5 separate regions of the Mus musculus genome follow, and all the other regions are linked to region 3. A link is a contact called in public HiCAR-type, HiChIP or PLAC-seq and promoter capture Hi-C data. All regions are on one chromosome and are shown on one strand. Each heading gives the region's core, a stretch centred on a gene start, on an enhancer-like site or on the middle of the called end of the contact. The rest is flanking DNA. Distances are from core to core; before and after follow the strand shown. Region 1 holds the start of Snx25 (sorting nexin 25). Region 2 holds the start of Stox2 (storkhead box 2). Region 3 has its middle 7.7 kb from the start of Gm31111. Region 4 overlaps Stox2 (storkhead box 2). Region 5 has its middle 11 kb from the start of Gm39171.

Region 1 (2,700 bases), core at 189-2,688, 530 kb before region 3:
AGCCACTGCCATTGCTCTGGCTCCCAAGATCTCGGGCAATTTTAGTTTTATGAAGATATCAATCAGCCAAGTCCGGTAAAATGAAGGTCCTTTTAAAGGGTTATTATAAACAGACTGGAGGTAAAGTTTGATTTAAGGCAAACAGGGTTGGTAGGAAGGAGGGCAAAGCACGTTGAAAATCCAGTTCTTTCCTACGTTCCGCAACATAACCACAACCCTGATGTCCTACACCTGCCTGAGGACAGCTTTTCCTCTTAACAAACGACAGTGGTTCCTGGTGAGCATGCCACCCCCTCAACCCCCTCAAATAGACATCCACCTGAGCTGCATGACAACTTAACCAACATGGTGGAAGACAGGACCTTACAGGTATGAAGTACACGGGGCCCATTGAGTGAGCTCCCTCGGACTGGGTGACCTAACCAAGTTTTCTCTTCTGTAAGCCGTCATAAAGTTATCTCCCAACCACTACAGATCGAAGAACCAAACAGGAGCATCAGTGATGAATGCGAAGCCTGCCTCCCGTGGGTGCTGTAAGCGGATTTTTCTCGGCACTCACCAACTGCACTTCAACATCGGAGACCCGCCTGGATGGATCTCTCTGTGCAGAGGATGGTGGATGAGTTAACTACAGCGCCTAAAACGGCGCGCGTGACCAAGCCCGCGCAGCCCAGTCTTCCGCGGGCTTCGGCTGCCGGAGGGCCACCCGGCCGGAGCCCCCCGGGGTCTGCGCGCGCACGAGGCCGCGGGCACGCGAGGCAGTCGAGACCGGTACTCACCCGCAGCGGACAGCGGACGGTCGCCGCCAGCCGGCTCCAGGAAGAGACGAAGTCCGGCGGCTGGGCGCGCGGGCTCCAGCAGACGAGCGAGACCAGTGTCCCCAGCAGCAAGGCGGCCGCGGCGCAGCTCAGGTACAGGCTGAGGCGCAGCAGCACGGCGCCCGGCCCCGTGCCCGCCGCCGGTCCCCAGCCTGGGACCAGGCAGCACAGCGCCAGCACTGCCAGGGCGGCCACGGCCGCGGGCCCCCGCCAGCCCCAGCCCGGGCCGTCCGCCGTCCGCGGCCGGTCCGCGGAGCCCCGGGCAGCGCGGCAGGCGTCTGCGGCGGACGTGGGGCCGCGGCGGGCGCCGCTGCTGTCGGTGGCATCGCGGTGCATGCTGCTTCCTGGGCCGCTGGCGACAGGCTCATCTCCCGGCCCGCAGCCCCCCGGCGCCGCCCCGGGCCGTGGCCTGTGCGCGGCGCCCCGCCGCCTCGCCGCTCCCGCCGCCGCTCGCGAGGCAAGGGCAGCCCGCGCTCATGCCCTCGCCGGCGGCCCTGAGCGGGAACCGCTCCAACAGACACCGCCGCGCCCCCCCTCCCGCCTCGGTGCCGCCGCCCCGCGCCGGGCCCGCAGCTGCCCGCCGACCGGGCGCGCCCAGGTAGCGGGACCGCGAGGGGGACTGAAACCCCAAGGGCTCGAGACGCGCGGGGGCGGGGGCGGGACCTGCGGCTGAGTGACAGTGGGGCGGGGTCGCCCCGCCCACCCGGGGCGGGGGCGGCCGGAAAGGGGCGCGACCAATCGCAGTGGACCCCGCTACTTCCCGAGCCCCGCCCCCGCCCCCCGGGGACCGCGTCTGTTCGTGGAAAATTTTGCTGCAGGTGTCAGAAGCCTGCGTTGAGCTCCGCTCAGGTACCCCCTTATTTTCGTCTCTCCGCTCCTCGCCTTGCCTACAGCCCCATACCAGACGCCAGCCTTGTTCTCTAGCTCTCTGATTAACCTCGTACTGTCCCTGATCCTCTCTTTTACTACTTTCTTCCAACGGACCCCACTCCACTGCCCAAGGGTAGGGGACTAAGACAAACCTGGAGGAGTCAAGCGAAGCCTGTGGTTCCCACTTACTTATGGAAAGACTCCCCAGTGCCAGAGAGTGTACATAGCTGCCACAATCGATTTGGCTCCGATTTTGTGTTTTTGTTGCCAACAACTACTCGGTACAAAAGCTGTTACCCACGCAAAAGAAACTGGTTCAAAGAATTTTGAGAGAACATATTTTCCTTTCCTCTCTTGACTGCAGCCGGTAGTCTACAGACGATGTTTGCTGAGATGAAAGATGTCCAAATGCTGCTCAATACTGTAACAGAGCTGCCAAAGCCCATAAAGGGTGTTGACTGTCTTAGAGGGATGATGGAAATGAAGGATTTCTGAAGACACTGGGAGAGGAGATAGAGTAGAGAAGACAAAAAAAAAAAAAAAAATGAAATAAGAAAATAAGAGAAGCTTGACAGATAAGGAGCTAGCACCCCCATGACACTGAGATGAAGAAGTCCAGGTTCTTTAACTTGTACTATTTTGTTTTGTGACAGGGTCTCTCTGTGTAAACCTGGCTATCCTGAAACTCACTATGTGGACCAGGCTAGTCTGGACCCCCCCAGAGATCTACTTGCCTCTGCTTTCAGAGTGCTGGAATCAAAGGTGTGCAGCCTAGGTTTGCAGTGTTCGCTAATATGGTGATGGGTAGTGCCCTCCGAGTAGCAGACAAGTAACATAGGTGTTACAATGCAGTGTTATATATTGTGGCTACACTGGGTTTTTGGTTTTGTTTTGTTTTTTTCTGTAAAGGGGTTGTTCCATCTGTAATAAGTATTGTGCCATTTCATCAAAAAAAAGGAAAAAAGTCACAATACTCATGAATAAAGTGCTTGCTTACTTGCTTGCTTAAAAC
Region 2 (2,700 bases), core at 175-2,674, 600 kb after region 3:
GAGGCCCGGTCCGAGAAATCCGAGCTAGGCCAGGCTCGCCGCAAGGTTGTGCTCCGGGTCTTCTTCATGGTGGGAAAGGGCGACCCTGGTGCCCCGATAGTAGGGCCTCAGCGCCAGGGCGCAGCGCGCTGCTTCATCCGTCTACCGAGGCCACGACCCGGGAGGACTCTGCGCACATTTTTTCCCCCAGCCCCTCTTCTCGTCGGTGTCTACACCGCCGGCGGCAGGTCCGGCCCTCCCCACGCCCCCCCACACCCCCACGGAGAAGGCTCGGATTTTACACTCGTCCCACAATGCATTCCACTTCATTTGCAATCCGCCGGGCTTCCAGCTTCCAGATTCCTGAGGGGGAAGGCACGTTGGGAGGCTCGGCGGCCGGGAGGGGGCGGCCCGGGTGGGGGCGCCGAGACTTGCAGCGTGGAAGCAATGGGAGCGCAGACAATGGCCCGATTCAGCGCAGGAGTGCTTAGCCAACTGTGCGCCACAGCACAAAAGACCCAAACAAATGAGGAAGCCGAGGCCTCCGGGGGCCGACCCGGGATCGCACGCCCCGGCAGCTTGACCGGTGGGCGGCAGCCCCAACCGCACTAGGAGGCTTCAGCGCGAGGCGTGGGGATGACAGCGTCCGAGTCGCGTCCCCCTGGACCTCCCAGCCGCGAGGGCCGCAGTCCCCGGCGCCCGCTGTCTCTGCTTCTCTCTCGCAGTCCTCGGGAGGCAGTCTTCATTCCAGAGGCTCGAACGGGGGGCGCACGGGAGCACCGGGACCGCCGCTGCGACAACGCAGGAAGAGCCCCGTTGGGTGCTGGCGACCGCGGCGCGCCGTCAGGCTTCCTCCTTCCGAGGCTGGCGGGGGCGCGGGAGGGTGGGGGCGCGTGCCGACACGCGTGGGTCCCCCGCCGCAGGCATACTCTTACTCACGGGCCGCGGTGGCTGCGGAGCCCGGCGATCGGCCCCCGCGCGAGGCCATCGCGGCTCGGGGACTAGCGCGTTGCGCTCTGGCACCGCCGAAAGCGGGACGGCTACCCAGTGTCATGCTAATCTCGGGGCAGCGCGGAGGCTCGGCGTAGATCCCCGCAGCAAAGCCCCAGCGGCGACGGCGACGGCGGCGGCGGCGGCGGCGGCGCGGGGCCTGGGCCCTGCGGATGACACCGCGCGGATCGTTCCACGTCTTTCCGATGGTCCCTCCCCCTCGCTCCGAGGGCTAGCCTTCGTGGGAACGCGCTGATCTGCGGCGCCCGGCCTGGTCCACCTGCGCCCAGCCGGAGACGCGGGGCGCCGCGAACGCGCGGGGACGCCAGGCCCACGCCGACTGCCACGCGCCAACGGCCTGCGCCCTCTGCGATCCTGAGTGGAAGTCACTCCCCAATGGCCTGGTTGCGCTGGCGGGCCCGGGGCCTCTGCACCGCCGGGCCCTGCACAGCTGCTTATGGTCCAAGCACCAATCGCTGCAGGACAGCGGTGCGCGCGGAGGAGGGGGCGCGGGCCAGACGCGAGGTCACGCCGAGTTAAAGGCGCCCGGCCTGGCCGCCAGCCCCGCCACGCGCCGCCACTCCCATTCTTATCCACCACTCTCACCTCCCCATTTGGGTTGCCAAAAATGCGTTTTGAGCTCTAAACAAGGAGAATAAACTTGATTGCCTCTGGAGGTGATCTGTCATTTCCCGTTTGAGCTGGGTGGTTTTTTTTTTTTTTTTTCTTTCTTTCTTTCTTTTTTTTTTTTTTCCTTTTCTTTAATGCATCTGTGACAACGAGACGTTCCCAATCATTTTTAAAGGTGGCATTCCACGCTGATGGGTGACAAGATGCAGAGCCAGCAATAGGAAGCCTTCATGGAAACGTGTATTCAGCAGTCGGAGGGCCCTAAAGGGTTAAGATTCAGGAAGCTCTGGCAAGACATCCAGGAGGCAGAAAGGCAATGAGATCTAGAAGGGAGGCCATCATCCATCTCCAGTATGTGGCTTGGTAATACATAGCCAGAACAACCTCTCTGTGGATACCAAGGGGGTGGGGATAAAAAGCCACAAGTCGCATATAAAACCTATAACTACATCAAGCAATATTAATTACTAACTACAAACCTATTAGCTAAATGTTTAGCGACCTCCTTTTAGATTCAAGACAAGCCTTTAAAAGGTACCCTTTGCTAAAATGGCAAGGAACAGAAAGACGACTGGTTTAGAAGATCAATGTGTAAAGGGCCATAGAGGTGAATTTTTTGTTAATGTTTTCACGAATGGGCGTTACTGACATTCAGGTATCTCAAATCAACAAAACATCAGTTCTCAAGACACCAAAATGGTCACACAAATTTTTGCAGTAATTATGACTTAAGAGGGATTGTGATCATGTGACAACTTTGGTATTCATTCACTGAGCAGATTAAATAGGCAACATACCAAATATGGTCCCATGCAATGAATGGTCCAGCAGAAAAGAAATGCAGGAAGCTGAGTTAAAGCCAAAAGTTGTGCCACATTTTATAAAGATGCATTAACCTCTGTGAGGCATGCCAGTAGCTGGGGCCTAGAGCATGAAGAGCCCCTCAAAGAGTGAAGGGATTGGTGTCCAGGGCCATGGGAACAAGTGCGACGGTCCTGAAGTCTAAACCAGTCTTGGTTTCTGTTGGAAGAAATGCAAGAAGGCCAGTATGGCTGGAGTCAGAGCTGAACAGGAAAGCCGTGGGCGGTGAGGTCAGAGAGA
Region 3 (2,700 bases), core at 141-2,640:
ATATCTGGGTCCTGTGAGTCTAGCAAAACTGATACATGAAAAGAACCATGGCATCAACAGGAGACAGAATGATACAAATTGTACATAAACAACTACAGGAACGAAAAGAGGAGGAAGTATCTTCTAACTTATTTTATGGGAATAACATTACCCCGTGTTCAACCTAGGGATGAAAGACCTGTTTGAACTCTGAAAAACCAAGCAATATAACTAAGTGTGTCAATCAACATCAACACTACCAACCACAAAAACAACCCCAAAAGCACACCACCATTTCAAGTAAAAGAATTTGACCAAGCTTAGACGGTAACTTTCAGAACTTTCAGAAACCTAAAAATAGACCAAAAAACAAAAAAACAACAAAAAAACCCCTAGGATATCTGTAAAAGAGATACAATAACAACAGAGAAACAATAACAACAAATCCATAGTCAATACCCAGTCCTCTGGGAAAGACTGAACGGCTCTCTCTTTATATCCGAGGAAGAAGCCAGTAGTGACTGCCCTCATTTCTGTCCCAACTATTGCAACAAGGCAATAAAGTATATAAAACACACATGCTGGAAAAAATAAAAAAGACTATATTTGAAGATGACGAGGTTGTCCATATTAAGAAAAAAATCCTAAAGGATCTATAAAAAATACACAAGAAATAAAGAACAAGTTAAGCAAACTCATAGAGTACAAACATAATATTAACAAATCCTTAATAGTTCAAGTGCTATCAACAATTAGAATTCACGTTGTAAAGAATTTTTTTTCCTGAGTTGTTCCATTAGAAAAAAAGGAGGGAAGAAGAAGAAGGAGGAGGAGGAGGAGGAGGAGGAGGAGGAGGAGGAGGAGGAGGAGGAGGAGGAGGAGGAGAGAAGAAGAAGAAGAAGGAGGAGGAGGAGGAGGAGAAGAAGAAGAAGAAGGAGAAGAAGGAGAGAGAGAGAGAGAGAGAGAGAGAGAATGAATTTAAATTATGTTCAAATAACATGGTAGAAAATATCCGGTGTATAAAATATGTATTCTACATGCTTTGCTTTACATTTGACATAGTCTACCTAAAAGGGATTCTTTATCCTTCCAAATAATGAAATGCATGAAACAGAAATGTAATCTCTTGATCCAAAACTTAATCTTAACATTCTGCTGTTTAAGCTTCCAGATGGTACCTTTTTTAATCTTGATTTTGGCGCGCGCGCGCGCGCGCACACACACACACACACACACACACACACACACACACACACACACACACACACACATTTTCAATAGCAGTCTTATATTTCAAAGAGAGTGGGACTGATGTGGGACTTCTCTCCTTGGAAGGCTTGCCTCCCTGGATTTAACAACCTGTTTGTTGATAGCACAGATGTGGTTTCTCCTCACTGTCCACTTGGGGGCTATCTCAATCTATTTCAGATCCACTAGATAGGGACTGTCTTCCTAAACCGAGTCTTCCTGTCTAGCAGGAACTCATAGATTGTCCCTGTGATATGAAACGAGGCCGTTAGGCCCCAGTACCTGACTTTTTTTTGATACCTTTTAAAGTACATCATTAATGAAAACTAAACTCGCACAGGGTTCTGCACGCCTACCTTGCATTACCACTGCGTCTGCGCGCCACAAGTGTGGACTACATCTCCCAGGATGCATCGTGTCCCCGCCCGCGCAGCCTTACTTCCTGCGAAGGACTTCCGGAGTGTTAGTAACCTTGCTGACTACTGGATTTAGGGTCTTTTTGGGAGGTCACTGGGACTAGCTTGTATTTTTCTGGGAGGAGAGGGGGACAGCAAGCCATAACAGGGCGGCATCTGTCCCGTTTTCTGGTGTGCACAGACCTTGCTTTCTGGGAGAGGCGTTGGCTCCGCCTTCAGGCAGTCCTCTTACAGGTGGTTGGCTGTTGTTCTTGTCATTCAGCCGAGTCCTTGGACTTGTCAGAGATCATCAGTGAGACAGGCCAGCAATCCTGAGTTATAGTGGTTTAGTGACCATTTCTTTTCTTTTCTTTCACCCACCCCCTTTAAACCACGGACATTTTAGTGAAAAATAAAAATACTATAGATAAGTTGTCAGATAATTTATTCTGCAAACGTATGCGTGCTTTCTTTACCAGGTGTTTTTAAGGATTTTGTTAGTGTTGGCCTGGAATCCTTTTTTTCTAATCTTTTAAAACCTATTACTACTAATGTGTCTTGAAGATACTACTTAGGGAAAACTGAAAGTGTGTGTGTGTGTGTGTGTGCGCGCGCGCGCGCGTGTGGTGTAATTTCTAAGGAACTACAATTCCCATCCAGTTCAGATTGAAATGGGCTAAAGGGTGAGTGCGGTGGGCTCAGTGGTAGAGTACTTGCCTAGCATACTTTAAAAAATTCAAAAAAGGTGACTCAAAGTGGGCATACATTTCTTTATAAAAAGACACTGTTGAGGAAATGGGTGGGTCGGGGGCTTAAGATGCATGTCCTAGTTTGTTGATTCTGGAGTCTCTGTGAGTCACTATGCTTCCTCTCCGTACTTGATAGTTTTGTGAAAGCAACTCAAAAGGACACGCTCCTTCTCCATAAACACCCTAAAATTGAGATGCTAATAATGATATGATGATGGTTAAAACAAAAATAATGTGGACTGTGTAATAAGAGGTCAGATTAACTAGAAATGCTAGTTAAGATATAAATGTTGGAGAGATGACTCAGTGGTTAAGAGCACCTGTTGCTC
Region 4 (2,700 bases), core at 2-2,501, 560 kb after region 3:
CTGCTTAACAGCTTTGAATTTCCTGAGGTGATGGTCCCGCTGGATCAACTAGGTTCTGAGACACGTCTGTGGCCTGACCTCAGATAAAGCTGGGCAACTGGCAGAGTTCACCATGCTCTGCAGGGGCAGAAATAGGCATTCCTTGTTGCTGAGGTGGTTTCATTCTGCTTATTCATTTAAAGACTTAGGCCTTTTCTAGGAACAGTTTGCAAGGTGAATACAACAAGAAGCCAATACAGCAGCAGCTGGGTCCAAATGCTGGCTCACACACGTCTCTCTGGAGCTGGGGTGAATCCAATCATCCAGTGCAGTTCCCCCCACTAGTTAGGGACACCACCGATGTAGACGCTGCCCCGACCGTCATAGGGCACCAGTTTACTACCCACAAATCTGACAAAACGTTCCCAGACTACCTGAACAGATCCTGGAGAGGATCTGAGTCACGGTGCCACAGAGAACCAGGGTCGGGGCTTAGGGGTTTGTCTCTGTCACCAGCACCCTCCGTGCTTCACAAACCACCCATCCACAGCCCTCCCTCTCTGCTGTCTGTAAACTCGGCTTCCTTTTTAGATTCGAGTTTGAACGGTCAATGCATTTATTCAGTAGATCATTCTGAAGCAGCCACGTATTCTGTTCGATAAATGGGGGGAAAAAAAACCCTGTAGGATCATTATCAGGATATAAACTGGCCAATCTCAAGGAATCAAAAACGAGCAAAACTGGCACTTTCTGCAACCCCCTCATGGCTATCATAAACACGAATCATACAAAAGACTCTAAAAAGTAATCAATGCCAAAATCGTCTCCAGATAGGAACAAGTTTGCTTACCCAACACAAATGCACTTTAAAATATCATTTATCCACCAAGAGAGATTGTCACTGATGCCAGAGATCAAATGCATGTTGACTCTATGCAGGATGAATAACATGGAGGGTTATCTCTTTTTTTTTTTTTTTTTTTTTTTTTTTTTTTGGACTACGCTTGAGATTCTATATGCCACGTCTGCACGTGTTATCTGTAATACAACGCAAGCCCATATAAGAGAACAAATGAAGGCAGCTGTAAAACTTCCTTACGGGTTACAGTCAGTAATTAAGGCAAAGAGAAAGGAGAGCGCTCTAAACTGCAGTCTTTCGGAGCCAGGAGCTCCTAATCCCCAAAGATTCCGAAGCATTACCTCATTGCAGCCTTGAGACAAGCTGAGCATTCACTCTGGGTCTTACCCAGCATCCACCGGTTCACACAAAGACAACAGAGGCGTGACCAATCACATTGTGGCTAGCAGGCACTGTTGCAAAGCCCTCTCCCAATATTACCCATTGACATGCTCGCTGGCAGCCCTGCTGAACTTGTTGTCATGGCAACACATCCCAGCTGCTCACCGAGGCTTGTTCTATTACTTTTTTTTTTCTTTTCACCGCTCACTTAGCTAATTAAAATTTTAGAACTATGTTTTGCATGTTGGACGCAAATTAAAACAATGCAGGGTCCTTCTCTTTTCTCCCTCCCCGTCCCCCCCACCCCATTTTTTTCTTCAATGAAGCTTTAAAAAATGCTGGGAAAAGCTAACTGAAGGACACTCCCATGAAGTCCCAATATAACCAATCAATGGAGAGACTGCATGTAGCTGTAGCCAGATGGAATTTGTCGCTAAACCTAATCTGCAGCAAAGCAAAACCAAACCATGAACGTCGCTAACAACACTCTTCCTGTTTTGAAATCTGTAAGCCAATTTGGCATAGATTACGTATGTTGCAATATTTGCATTGTTCTTGGTCAAAATGTTCTCTTAAATGTTGTTGTTTTAACATGATTCTGACTTAAAACAGCTTTACCCAGAATTCCACGATGCAAGCAGAGTGAGTGAGTAAATAAATAAATAAATAAATAAACAAACACAGAGAGGATTGGGGGGTGGAGGGGGCACTGCCAATATGGCAAGTGCTTAGAGAAGTTCTGGCAAAAATCGCCAGGCTGGCAACCTACTGCATGGGTTCCATTTGCCCACCAGTCTCTACCAAGGTGGCAGCCCCACCGCTGAGAACCCATGGAAAGAAATGCCAGCTTTTGTTTACCAAAGCAAAGAGAAATAAATCCAACATTCCCAACTGCTTCAAGGATGATGGCTCCTCCCTTCATCGTCTTTTCTGAAAATTCCCTCTGCGTCCTGAGCCAAACCTTTGTCACTGGGGAGGATACCAAAGGCATCTTTGAAGGTAAACATCTTAAATTTGAAGGTATCTGAGCCTGCCACCGACACAATTAGCTCTGAGCAAGCTGAACGGGCAGAGACAGCAAACATCGAAGTTCAGAAGGTGCAAGTGCTATTGCGAAGGAGGCCAGTCTGCACTGATTTGAATCAAATGAGAAAAGGGGGAGAGCAACAACAGCCTGGGAACACCGACTTGGATTCTGTTTCCTCCGTGGTTGTGCTATTCATTTTTATCAGTGTGAAATAATCCGCAATGGGCAGATTTGTAGCCCCCGAGTAACCGAGGAGGAGGTAGGGGAGAGCAGGACCCGCCCGGGGAACACGGACTGGGAAAACCCTCTGTAGTCTTGCCTGCATCCCTGAAGGTCTACTTCCGAGTACCAAAGAAAGAAGCCCTGCCCACTTAGATAGTCAAGAATGGTCAAGGACACTGTACAAGGACCTACTTTGTCCTCTGCGAGGAGTAAGGAAGGAACACAGGATGGG
Region 5 (2,700 bases), core at 7-2,506, 650 kb after region 3:
CTCACTGTGGGAGATAAGCCATGTACCATCCAAAGAGAAGCCACCCGCCTTTCTATCTGGTAAGCCCAGGGCAGAGCCAACAAACTGTTCCAATGGATACCAACAAAGAGTGACTATGTGGGGCAAGCATTAATTACAGGACAGGCTGGCATGGGAAACAGATGTCAAGGCTCTAAAAGGAACACTTCCTCAGCAGGTTATAAAAGGACAGAGTCACCATCTCTGTCCCATGTCCTACAATAAAGCACCAGGGGAATAAGGCTGTCCTGAAAGACTGTGACATTTTTTATTTGCTTTTGATAACAAAGTGACCAAGAACAAGAGACTAAACGTCCACTGAAGGCTCATCTGACACAACCTCCCAGGGCATCCCAGGCCAGGAGACGGCTTACCTGGCCCTTCTCTGCTGTGGCCTTGTGTTCCAGCCTCCCAGATTTATCTGTGTGACCTTTCTACCTCCCTCCTTGCAACATTTTTATTATTGTTTATTATATTTGTTTATCCAATTTCATACATGTTATACATAACAGACTGAGTTTGTTTTCATATTTTAAAGATCACTATTTAACCCTGCAGTCAAATAGTCTCAAGAAGGCGTCTGGAAGTGTCACGGTTATAGCTGTAGTGAAATTCCTAGACTTCTGTCAGCAAATGGAAATGGAGACTTTTGAGAAGGAACCCCCCCCCCCATGCATATCAGGCGTTGTATACAATGGATATGGGTAGCAAACACGCATCTGCTCTCATCTACTCTGAAACCTATTGGGCTGCTTTTCCTCTGTCCTAGACAGGAAACAGTCAACAAAAGCCTAGCCACCAATTCTTTAACAGGTGAAATAGAGCCTGACCAAGAGGATTAAAAATATAAACAAAAGAGGGGCCTTTTTCTTCGCTCTAATGTGTACCAGAGTATAAAGACAAACTACTTCTGGTCATGTTAACTTACAAGCTCGGAGTCACTGTTTCCACTGTCTCTCTTCTAACCACCTAGTATTTTACATACTCTTAAGTGCAGAGTTGGTTCGAATCGAATCAGCAACATTAAAAGGTTGATTTATTATGATTAAACAAATAAGTACAGCCGGTACCTATAACTGTACTTGCGTAACACACCTTGTCCCAAAGCAGCCTCCCAATGAAGTACAATGCCTAACCTAAGATTGTACCTCTGTAACCAAGCAACTAGGTTTCAGCCAATCACAGCCATCAGGCTTTTCCCAGTCCTGGCTGCTGCCGATCAGGCCATGCCCATATAAGGTGAATGCTGACTGTGGCCAATCAGGTTGCTTCTCTATGTCACTTCCTCTCTCTTGCTATAACTATAACCTGTTCGGTGCTGACACAGAAGTGGGCTCCTCGGTAGCTTTCCAGCCCCTCTGACAATGCCTGACAGCATCACAGTGGAGGGATTTGCATGTCTTTATTGCCGATTTTCTTCCCTCTGGGTGACAAACTGTATCTTAAGATAGCGCTCCGTGCTTGATTGGTTCTGTCATGTGTACTAAAGACAGGCTAGATCCTGCAGGACTGGAAGCAAATAGCTGTACAATCAATACGTATCTCTTCCTTAAAGCTACAGAAATAGCCTGAGCCTGGGGAGACAGCAAAAATCAGTAGATTGCCTGGCGTGGAGTACTCAGAACCATCTGCAAAGGTTTAGGTTCTACAAACTTTCCTCTTCCTCTTCCCTCTTCTCCCCCTCCCCTTCCCCCTCCACCTCCTCTTCTTTTTTATTTTTAATTTTGGTGGTAGGCTTCTTTGTTTTTCTTTTTCTTTCCTGTTTGTTTCTTTGTTTGTTTATTGAATCAGTGTCTCGCCATGCTGTATGCTTGTCTAGAATTCTCTCTGTAGCCCAGGCTGACCCAGAACTTTCAGTCCTCACAGAGTAATAAGATTATAGCCTGTGCCTAGGACCTACTTCTTGCTCAAGTAAAAAAATTAACTTAAACTGCTCTCTGTTTCCCATCAGCACAACAAAATTGCCAGTCCAGCTGCTCAGGCAGGAAACAAAGTGTCAGAAGTGCTACTGGTGACAAGCAGAAGGCCAGGGTGATGAAAGGCTTCCCATATGTCTAAATTTTACTCTAGTTCTAGACTTTAAACAACTATTAAAGAAATGCTAGTTTAAACTTAGCAATAGGGATACAAAGGAGATCTCGAGATACACAAAATGCCATAATTCATGCATTTTTAAAAATATTTATTTATTTATTTATTTATTTAGTATATGTAAGTACACTGTAGCTGTCTTCAGACACTCCAGAAGAAGGCATCAGATTCCGCTACAGATGGTTGTGAGCCACCGTGTGGTTGCTGGGATTTGAACTCGGGACCTTCAGAAGAGCAGTCGGTGCTCTTAACCACTGAGCCATCTCGCCAGCCCGATGCATGCTTTTTTCCCAGGAAAATAGCATATTAGACTCCATATCTTTTCTGTGGAATTCTGTGTTGCATTAACAGATCAAAAAAAAAAGATTTATATTAAAAATATTCAGTTGGAAGAGGAATAGAATTATTCAGCCCTAAGAACCAGTGCCAGGCTTGAGAGATGGCTTGGAGGTTAGGAGCACTCGCTGCTCTTCCAGAGAACTGGAACTCAGTTCTCAAGACCCACAGCAGACGGCGTACAAACTACAGCAACTCAGACCTCTGGCATCCTCAAGCACTAGGGTGCATGAAACACATGCACACACACGTGTT

Evidence for each region. Promoter capture Hi-C pulls out the DNA fragments that hold promoters and counts their contacts. HiCAR-type assays count read pairs that join an accessible place to other places. HiChIP or PLAC-seq counts read pairs in DNA pulled down with a chosen protein or histone mark.
Region 1: a promoter capture Hi-C map of pre-B cells shows a contact between it and region 3, with 3 times the contacts expected there. The contact joins the promoter of Snx25 here to the enhancer-like site in region 3. A contact is called at or near these places in 3 of 39 promoter capture datasets (the C10 cell line, liver and pre-B cells), 3 of 484 Hi-C or Micro-C datasets (CD4 T cells, erythroblasts and uterus) and 2 of 115 datasets of contacts at active chromatin or transcription factors (bone marrow-derived macrophages and embryonic stem cells).
Region 2: an H3K4me3 HiChIP or PLAC-seq map of forebrain shows a contact between it and region 3, with 4 times the contacts expected there. The contact joins the promoter of Stox2 here to the enhancer-like site in region 3. A contact is called at or near these places in 1 of 484 Hi-C or Micro-C datasets (cortical neurons) and 13 of 115 datasets of contacts at active chromatin or transcription factors (SST interneurons, astrocytes, cardiomyocytes and 10 more).
Region 4: a HiCAR-type map of astrocytes shows a contact between it and region 3, with 2.3 times the contacts expected there. The contact joins two enhancer-like sites.
Region 5: a contact with region 3 is called in an H3K4me3 HiChIP or PLAC-seq map of stem cell-derived neural progenitor cells, with 4 times the contacts expected there. The contact joins two enhancer-like sites. A contact is called at or near these places in 1 of 15 datasets of contacts at CTCF or cohesin (large pre-B cells), 8 of 115 datasets of contacts at active chromatin or transcription factors (astrocytes, differentiating embryonic stem cells, embryonic stem cells and 2 more) and 1 of 9 other capture datasets (embryonic stem cells).

What each region holds. Positions count from the first base shown.
Region 1 is chr8:46,151,003-46,153,702 of GRCm38.p6, forward strand. Snx25 (sorting nexin 25) reads right to left here and starts at 1,439. Exons shown (of 19, transcript NM_001372342.1): 1 at 780-1,439. The coding sequence starts at 1,154.
Region 2 is chr8:47,287,978-47,290,677 of GRCm38.p6, forward strand. It overlaps Stox2 (storkhead box 2), which reads right to left and starts at 1,425. Exons shown (of 4, transcript NM_001114311.1): 1 at 1-1,425. The coding sequence starts at 68.
Region 3 is chr8:46,685,356-46,688,055 of GRCm38.p6, forward strand. No RefSeq gene overlaps it. Among named protein-coding and RNA genes, the nearest start is that of Gm31111, 7.7 kb to the left of the region's middle. Within about 2 kb of position 1,391, at least 439 of the 459 cell types and tissues checked have an H3K27ac peak or open chromatin away from gene starts, as enhancers often do. A contact at or near this core is called in SST interneurons, astrocytes, bone marrow-derived macrophages and 14 more, where this site is marked.
Region 4 is chr8:47,241,505-47,244,204 of GRCm38.p6, forward strand. All of the region lies in intron 1 of Stox2 (storkhead box 2), which reads right to left. Among named protein-coding and RNA genes, the nearest start is that of Gm51570, 22 kb to the left of the region's middle. Within about 2 kb of position 1,252, at least 185 of the 459 cell types and tissues checked have an H3K27ac peak or open chromatin away from gene starts, as enhancers often do. A contact at or near this core is called in astrocytes, where this site is marked.
Region 5 is chr8:47,333,120-47,335,819 of GRCm38.p6, forward strand. It overlaps a transcript of Stox2 not described here. Among named protein-coding and RNA genes, the nearest start is that of Gm39171, 11 kb to the left of the region's middle. Within about 2 kb of position 1,257, at least 169 of the 459 cell types and tissues checked have an H3K27ac peak or open chromatin away from gene starts, as enhancers often do. A contact at or near this core is called in differentiating embryonic stem cells, embryonic stem cells and stem cell-derived neural progenitor cells, where this site is marked.